2 separate regions of the Gossypium arboreum genome follow, and region 2 is linked to region 1. Evidence: chromatin contacts called from public Hi-C data. All regions are on one chromosome and are shown on one strand. The core of a region is the stretch at or near the end of the contact, and the rest is flanking DNA. Distances in the headings are between cores, read along the strand shown. Region 1 has its middle 8.7 kb from the start of LOC108476854. Region 2 holds the start of LOC108478650.

Region 1 (4,758 bases), core at 984-3,483:
TGCTGCAATCAACTGTCTGGGCCTCTTCTTTCGTTCCTCTAAACTTTATAGTAATTCCAAGCATTTGAACTCCCTTAGGTTAGGTTCCTACAGTTATGTCCCTTCTTTATAAATTTTCTTTTTACCCAGTCCAACACCATTGTATTCGATTTACATTTGAAATTTCATTGTATTTATAGAAATTTTTACACTGTACTAATAAAGTTATGGATTTCACAAGTGTCTTATATAATAACATATTAAAAAATAAATATTTTAAAACTATTTGTGGTATAATAAAATATATACTATTAGTCTACTAAATACTAACCCATAATATTTGTACATTTGTTATTTAACTCTTTTTAAAATACTTTTCAATTTCAAAATTCATATCTAATTGTTAATGTTACTAAAATTCTTCTATTAAATTCGTTGGTTTAACATTTTGATATAAAGAAATTCTCACTTGATAACCGTGTAACAAAGAAATTGATATTGTCGTGCACCTAAATTTAACAAAATAGTTTTAATGGTGTTATAATAACAAAAAGACTTGTATTTTTAAATCTAAAAAGTACAATGACTAAATTCTAAATGAAGGCTACAAGAACTTAGAGTATAATTTAACCAATATTAAATACCACTGTCAAGGTTGGATCCATGATTTTATTTCAAGGGGGCGAAACTTTTAAATTCGGATAATTTTTTTTTAACGTAAAAAAGTGTCAATTCTTCTCGGATATTTTTTTCTTATCAAACAAATCGATTTAATGTTTTTTAAAAAGCATGAACGATTTAACTGTAAAAAATTAAAAGAAAAAAATCTCACTACATAAAATTAAATATTTTTTCCAATATGCAAAAAAGAATAACTAATATTATACTAAAAATTTCATACATACCATTATAATTCCAAAAATTAAATTTAAAAAACTTGGCCTTAGTCCTATTTCTCAACACTAGGCATCCTAAATTCCACCCTCCATTTTCTCATAAAATTGAACTCATCAATGATAGAATCTATTGAAAATTCTCGAGCCATCTTTTTTTCGATGTATGCCACCAAGTAAGTCGTGCATAGATTTTTGAAATCTCGAATCATGCTCTAAAGAAGAAGCATCAAACTCCTTTACTTTGACTCTTGGCACCTTACGAGAACGTTCAAGAACTTGAGAAGACCCGATATCTTGTTTAGGAGCTTGAGAAGACTCGATATCTTGTTCAAGATCTTGGGATTGAGAAGACCTGATATTTCTTTCAGGAGCTTAGGAAGACTTAATATCGAGTTCAGGAGCTTGGGATTGAGAAGACTGAATATCTAGTCCAGGAGCTTGGGAAGATCTGATATTTAATTTTTCTCCACTAATAACAGAAGGTTGAGGAACTAATTGATCATTATTACTTTTTGACACCCTTTTCTTGAAAAAAGATTTGATCTTTTTGTTGACCATAATTTAATCGAAAAACCTAAAAATTGTAATAATATATTAAACAACAACATATTAAGAAAAAGAAAAAATAATAAGTCAAATAAATAAAGAACATAATTTATGTAAAAATATTTACCGAGAGGTCTTTTGCGTAAGGAGCCGAGAGGAAGATAATTTGTATTTTTTTGTTCTCTTGTGCTCTTAGTCTCGGCATCAAACTCTTTTCTATTTCTCTCAGTAGTGTTGCCACCTTACGAGAGGAAGATAATTCCTTACGAGAGGAAGATAATTCCTTAGCAAGACATACAGATCAAAATATCATAAAGTCACTAACCTAAAATATATAAGTACGGGCCAAATCAATTATTCTGGAATTTGACTTTAAAATCTTTATTATTATTAAAGTTATATAATTAAAAAACTGAAAAATATTTTATTAATATAAAGTATAACCTTATGGCTTAAGGGGCGAATGCTATATAACGTGGACACTAAATTTAAAATATATGAAAATTTATATATAAAATTAAAAGGTGGTAGAAGTAAGGTCTGAAATGAAACAAGTGTTGGTTCATAGACATATACATCCTTTGAAGGGGAGAAAAAGAGGAATGGCTTTCGTGTCTCAAAATGACATGCAAATAAATCACTGTCGAAATTACAACAAGGCCATCATCATCCAGCATAATCCGACCAAGGTCCAAATTTAAATAGAAAAAGGGCAAAGGGTGTGATGATTTTGAAAGCTAACAATCAACCTGAGCATTGCGTTGTCCCACCAATGCATATGTTTTTGTGTCTTGGGGGTCCATTATATCATGTTTGGGCTCTTCCAATGGGGTGAAGTTGACATCAATACGCCACCATTAACATTTATTGGCTCACAGACACCTTGCAAGATATTTTTGTCAATCATTGGTTGGTATGTTATTTTTCAATTTTGTTTAAATTTAATCATCTTTATTTTAAGGATGAAACTATTTTTTTTTAAATTTTAACTCAAGGTAGTTAAAGAGATTTTCTTTATATGTTAGTTATAAAATTTAAACCTTGAAGATATGATGAATCAATTATGGAATAATTTTTTTCAACAAAAACAAAATTATTGTTAAATTTCATATTCTACTCCTTAAAATATTTTATAAGATCACATTTTTGTAGTGATTTGAATAAGCTTTCTTCCTCTCTTGTTTAGTAAAATTACAAGTATTAATTTTAAACTTTAAAATTATTCTATTGAAAGATAATACATATTTAAACAAATTGAACCATAACTTTTAAATTTTAATCACCACTACTTTAATAAAAGGTATTGAAAAACTTAATCAACAAGAAAGAAAATGTTCATATGTAATATAATTTTAAAGGTAAACAAACTATACCAAATGTTCATATATCATATAATAAAGGGTAAATTATATGATTAAATATTATGAGTTTTTGTCACTTAATTTAAAAAAGTTACGATTTGGTCATTAAACTATTTAAAAGCTTTTATTTAAGTTATTGAGTTGTTAAAATTGATGCTATATGACTTTCTCTGTTCACATTGTCTGTACCAATCAAAAGCTTTCTTTCCTCTTCTCTTCTACAGTTCAATTTTTTTCATGAAACAACTTTGGACGTAATGAATTTGCGAATTAAAATTCAAACAATTTTTTCTTTTATCTTTGACACAGACTATCAAATAGACTTAGATTTAAGGTATGTTCTTCTATTCGTAGATAGGTATTGATGTAATAGTCCGTTTTCAGTAAAATCAGAACAGTGGTTTTGGGATCACAAATCTGATTTTGGAAGAAAAAATATTTTTATATTAATTTATGGTCTATAGTATGATAGTGATGTCGTATAAAGATTTCGTACAGAAAATTTATCGATTACATGTTTAATTTGATAAATGACCAAATTGCACAAAATGCAAAAGTTGAGTTCTAATAGCTAAAGGGATAGACTAAATAGCTATAGAACTTTAAAGTGGAGGTCCTTATATGGTAAATAGACCATTTAAAAATTCTTAGTGGTTAAGGATGATGATTCATCCATGGAAAATAAAATAAAGAAAATGATGAAATTGGAAAGTGAAAAAAAATAAAAGATGATAATTAATTAAATAATGAAAATATCATCTTTTTCACCATCTTTCCCAAATTATTTCAATGGAAACCTTAGCTAAGAGAAAGTGAGCTCAAGAAATCTTATTTTGATCAATTAGGTATGTTTTCCTGTCCCGTTTTTAATGATTTTTATATTTCCGAGATCGTAATAGCTTAATTTAGCTATCTTGGGGACTAATTTGTAAATTTATTAAAGTAATAGGGTTTTTCCATGGATGAATATGCTGAAAATTTGAAATTTATGGTAGAAAATGAAAGGTTGCTAATAGATAAACAATTTTTGTAAAGTGAATTTTGATGAAATAATGATTTTAGGTCTAAATTGTAAAGTTGTAAAATTCATGGAAAATTCTAAATTTTTATGAAATACATGGGTTGTAATTATTAAATGTGAAATTTGGCTAGACTTGGAATAATTATTAAATTGCATGAATTTCATTTTCAAAGCCTAGGGACGAAATCGTCATTAATTAAAAGTTTAGGGGCAAAATGGTAAATTTGCCTAAGATGTGAATTGAATTACAATGAACATGAATTAATGTTAAATTCATTCATATAGATTTGGATAGACCAAATTCAAAGTTTGAACGAGGAAAAGAGAAAATGTCAGATTAGTAGATTTTACGTGCACGAACATTTGTCGAAGTAAGTTTGTGTAACTAAATTGTGTATATTTATATGCTTGAGTTGAATGTTGTGTATGTGAATTGTATAAATGCCATATACATGAAATTGGTTACATATCCGACAAAGTTCGATAAATATTAAATACCGTTTGAATAATGGAATTCGATGGATACAAGATTTCCTGATTGATTGTGGTCCTGCATATGTTGCAGACACACCATAACTCTTACGAGAATTCTGTTATAAGACCTCTCAAGCTTCCTCTTATATGGTTCCTGCGAGCATTCTGATTGGTAGTGATCATGCATGTGTTGCGGACTACCGCAGCTCTTTGTGAGCGTCCTGTTTTATGATCGGTTGTGATCCTGTATATGTTGCAGACACAAGCGCAGCTCTTTGTGAGTGTCTTAATAAGGCTTGCTTGAACTTTCTGACATATGGCTATTTAGATCTCCTGTTATATGGCTCTTTTTAAGCTTCTCGATAGGCTCTTTGTGAGTTTTTTGATTAAAAGTTCTTTGTGAACTTCTTAATTATGGCTTTTATGAGTTTTCTGTTATATAGCCCGTAAGCTTCCTGATAGGCTCTTTGTGAGCTTCCTG
Region 2 (4,640 bases), core at 949-3,448, 94 kb before region 1:
AATTCGATTTAAAAATAAAAACATTAAACCATTACAATCACATGCACATTAGTATTTATGAATATAACTAGAACTAAATCAAGCTTTTAGATACAATAGAATAGATTCGAGCATGATTAAGGACCAAAATACAATTTTTTTCAAAACTTTAGAAATAGGTATCGATACTTATTGAATTCGTTTTGGCGTTTTGCCAATTTGGAATTTTGAAAACAATACATTTTTATTGATACCTTTAAAAGTGTCTTTCTTTGACAAATAAGTATCAATACTCTTTATAGGTAGGATACCGCGTCAATACTTAACGATCCGTCAAGAGTTTTGGCGGAAAAATGAACTCAAATAGCTTAATTAGGTACACTTTTTTTACGAGGAGCTTAATTGATTTTTTTAAAATTATTTTCAGAGGACTAATTTGACATTTTAACATTTTCAATACCTGATTGAAAACGAAATTTTAACTAATACACAAGGGTAAATACATAAATTTTAATAAAATATTGTAATATTCACATTTTAAATAATTCACGTACAATTACATATCAATATATTAAAATAGAAAAATATTATTTATTTTGATTTTGATTTTTCATTGATGTTAAGATTCAAAATTTATGCTATCTTTCATTTATATTTTGAATTTAAATTTATAATTTCATATTGGTACATTATGAAAATTATATTAATTATATTTTAAAAAGTTATTGAATTGTATTACTACATTATAATTTAATAATATTACATGTGTAGCCCTGAAATTAAACCTAGTATATATAAAAACAAGAATTCAATTTTTAAACTTTTCATGTTTTTAACATTCTATTTACTTTTTAATTAATAAAAAAGCTATAAATATGATAAATTAATAAACTATTAAACAAAAATCTAAAATAAATATAAAATTCAAATTCAATCCCAACTTCAGTCGGACAAAATGCGAACCTTTTCATACTACAATATTTTCGTAGTAAAATCCGCTTACAGATTAGTGCATGCTAAAGAGGTTGAGACTGAGGGACTACATAGCTAAGAGAGAGACAAGTTTTGTATCAGAACGCCGAATAACCCTTTGGAGATTAATTTTACCTAGCAAGGTTTGTTTTTTAGCTAAAGATTGCTTCATGATCTGCCACCAATAAGTGTGCAATTTGAGGGGGGCAAGGTACTGAAGATGATATTCACCCTTTTATGGACATGCGTTGCTTTCAATCAGCCCAGTTTCAGCTTAGTTAGAGGGCACCAATTTGATTAGATGTTTGATTAGAAGTGGTTACTATGATGGAAGCCTAGCAATACTCTTCAAGGCCCAGTGGCTATTTGATTTATATGTTTGATATGTCGAAATCGAGAGCAATGCTTTATTGGTTATTGGAATATGTAATATCATAATAATAATGGTAGAGGTTTATTCTATTCAAAAGTCTATGCGGCTAAATCTCATCTATAAATTCTGTTTATTGTAAATATAAATTCAAATTTGAGTATAATTTTTTTCGTATCCTATATGAAATTAGACAAAATTTCATTTAGTTGTATCATTATTGAATTAATTTATGTCATTTGATAAATAATGAAAAAAGAGTGGGATTTTTTTGAGAAATGGGAAATTTAAAATGTTTGGGGATGAAAATAGAAAAATGTTTACAATACTTAGGCCGAATCAGATGCAATTTGAAAGATTTTGTGCGCTCATGGATCGAAGCTTAACGGAAGAACTTTATAAGTTTCGAAAAATTGAATATGCAATGAAAGAAATTAAATTTCAATTTATTTGTGAAAACATATCAATTGGTGGAACTACCGATAAAAGAAAAGGATGTCGAACTTAGTTTAGTTATTTAAGCTTTTTTTTTTTGTGTGTCTAATTAGGTACTTGAACTTGGCTTCATAATTCAAATTGGTTTAAATAAATCATTCATTGTAAATATTAATTTAAAAAAAAAAAAGAATTAAATTTAAGTACCAATTTAAACTAAAACATTAAATTCAAATATTTAATTGACCCAAAAAAATTTAGTTACCAATTTAAAACTTAGGAGGAGGTTTAAGTTGGTGGTAGTCAATGGCTAATCAGTTTATGGAATCATTGAGCAGTCTAATGGCAATACTGCCACGAAAAGATGGTAAAAACTCTTAGAAAGGAAATAATATTGGACTTGAAAAAAAGAAGTGATTTAGTGGGCTAGATCCCAGCCGATTGAAAACCTAATCCAAATAAGCAGCCCACACAATAGAAACGTTGATGATCTCTCAACCACCAATCCAGCAACAAGAAATTCCTCCCTCCACAAATTTCATCAAATAAAATTGGGGTCAAAATAAATCGACCATTTTTTGTTTCTTGGAAAGTTTTCAGTTTCCCACCCTCTGTATCCCTACAATGACCACCTTACCTTCACAAAACCTGCAATCGGTGCGACCTCTATATTTTTCTTCAATTAATTCTCTTAAATTTGGATCTCAAATTCCTTCATTAAAATTCCCCATTTCTTCTCCTATAAAACTAAAACCAGCCAAGCTTTTCACATGCAATAATGGCACCAACAACTCTGGGGTCGTGGGAAAAGCCTCTACCTCTGAATTCAGTGCAGATATAGGTGACGTCCTTGGGGATGTTACCATTTTCACTGCTGCTGATCAGCCTGTCATTCTCAAAGACCTTAGGGACCAAAACCAAGTAAATTTTACTCCTTTCTTATTGCTAAAAACTTGCTCCGATCTTTGCCTTTTATTAATTTATTCTCTTTACCCCCAACAGGGAATTGCAGTTGTTGCACATCTACGCCATTTCGGATGCCCTTGTTGGTCCTCACTTGACTGGGCGTTTATTTATTTATTTATTTATTGTATGTGTAAATTTATATGATTCATTGCTAAACAAGTTATGTTCTTTGATTCATTATTAGCTGGGAACTTGGTTTAGAATTGAAAGAAGCAAAAGCAAGATTTGAATCAGCTGGAGTTAAACTGATTGCAATCGGCGTTGGTACACCTAACAAAGCACGTTTGCTTGCAGAACGGGTACCATTGATACCAAATTTATTATTATTATTATAATTATTGTTGTTAACAAATTTCATAAGTTGGCTCACTGAAATTGATTCAGCTACCATTTCCAATGGATTGCCTTTACGCTGATCCAAACCGAGAGGTAATATCAGTGTGTTAATGGATCCATATTTTCCCTTTAATTGGTTTTTTTAACATTCTCCTTTTCAGGCATATGATATTTTGGGCCTATATTATGGCTTTGGTCGTACATTTTTCAACCCAGCAAGTGTACATCTCTTTTCCATTCTCTGCAGTATTTTGTTCTCGATTTTTCAGATTTCAGTAATTTTGGACACAAACATCTATTACATTGATGGAGTGTAAAAATAAAACAAACACATGCTTGTCAATCATACACTGTCTAGGTCGTGCAGACTAAAGTGTTTTCAAGATTTGAGTCCCTGCAAGAAGCTGTAAAAAACTACACAATTGAGGCCACCCCTGACGAAACAAGTAGTGTACTGCAACAGGTAAGCCTAATTTCATTTTAGCTTGTATAACCCTAAATTCACTGTTATAATATAAGTTTTCCTCTTTGATACTATCAAGGAGGGATGTTTGTGTTCAAAGGTAACAACTGTTATATGCTCATAAAGATGAAGGAACCGGCGATCATGCACCTTTAGATCAAGTGTTTGATATATGTTGCAAAGTTCCAGCATGATGATAAAGTTAAAATACATCTACTTGTATAGAATTTGAGATTTAGTCCCTGTATTTTAAAAGTTTAAAATTTAATCCTCCTACTCTTTTAATTTAAAATTCTTAATTCAATCATTACCATCGTTGGTAGTTTTTGTCTACTTATTATAGACGGATATAATAAATATATTAGATTGATTTGAAAATGTATAGGCATGATATTACAATTATATTGATAAATTCAATTTATTTATTGTTAAAATATTAATTATAAAAAAAATAGTTAAGAAAGTGTATAAAACTAATTTAAAAATATAATAGTGTATAAAGATCATTTCCTATTCATACATACACATGGAGGAAATCAAAAGTATAAATAAGGGATTAAAGGGTATATATAAAAATTTAAAGTAAATAAATTGTTAGGAAAAAAACTTATAAAGTTTATTTTATTTAATTTTAGAAAATATATTTTAATGTAAAAATACTCTCTTTTTTAATATTAAGAACAACATTTCAAGGACCTTACATGTTATATTAAATTTTGAACAAGATGATTTCTTTTTGCTATTTAAATTTGGATTATCCAACAATAAACAACTTAATATGAAAATATTAGATATAATTTTATATTGCAAAAGCTATATAAATTAATTTTAAATACCCTGCAAATGTAAAATTTTAATATGAATTATAATTTTAATGTTGAAAACCTTTAATCTAACTAAAATAATTAAAATACACATAAAATTATTTCATAATACAAAAGAAAAATTTAAAAAAAACACATTAGAAAGTGTCACATGTTGAGTTTATATAAGATACCTTTAAGAATTATGTTAGTGGTTGAATCATCAAATCATCAATTTAACAATAATCAAATAAAATTTTAAAAATTATAATCCATTGAATCGTCTGCTTTTTTTCTTGGTTTTCAATTTTTTACC

What was found. A called contact is a pair of places that touch in the nucleus more often than the background predicts.
Region 2: a Hi-C map of leaf shows a contact between it and region 1, with 4 times the contacts expected there. The contact joins the promoter of LOC108478650 here to the enhancer-like site in region 1. A contact is called at or near these places in 2 of 5 Hi-C or Micro-C datasets (both in leaf).

What each region holds. Positions count from the first base shown.
Region 1 is chr12:45,637,111-45,641,868 of ASM2569848v2, reverse strand. No RefSeq gene overlaps it. Among protein-coding and RNA genes, the nearest start is that of LOC108476854, 8.7 kb to the left of the region's middle. Within about 2 kb of position 2,233, at least 1 of the 2 cell types and tissues checked has an H3K27ac peak or open chromatin away from gene starts, as enhancers often do. A contact at or near this core is called in leaf, where this site is marked.
Region 2 is chr12:45,731,679-45,736,318 of ASM2569848v2, reverse strand. It overlaps LOC108478650, which reads left to right and starts at 2,198. Exons shown (of 8, transcript XM_053023441.1): 1 at 2,198-2,677; 2 at 2,759-2,801; 3 at 2,907-3,021; 4 at 3,107-3,151; 5 at 3,220-3,279; 6 at 3,417-3,521. The coding sequence starts at 2,794.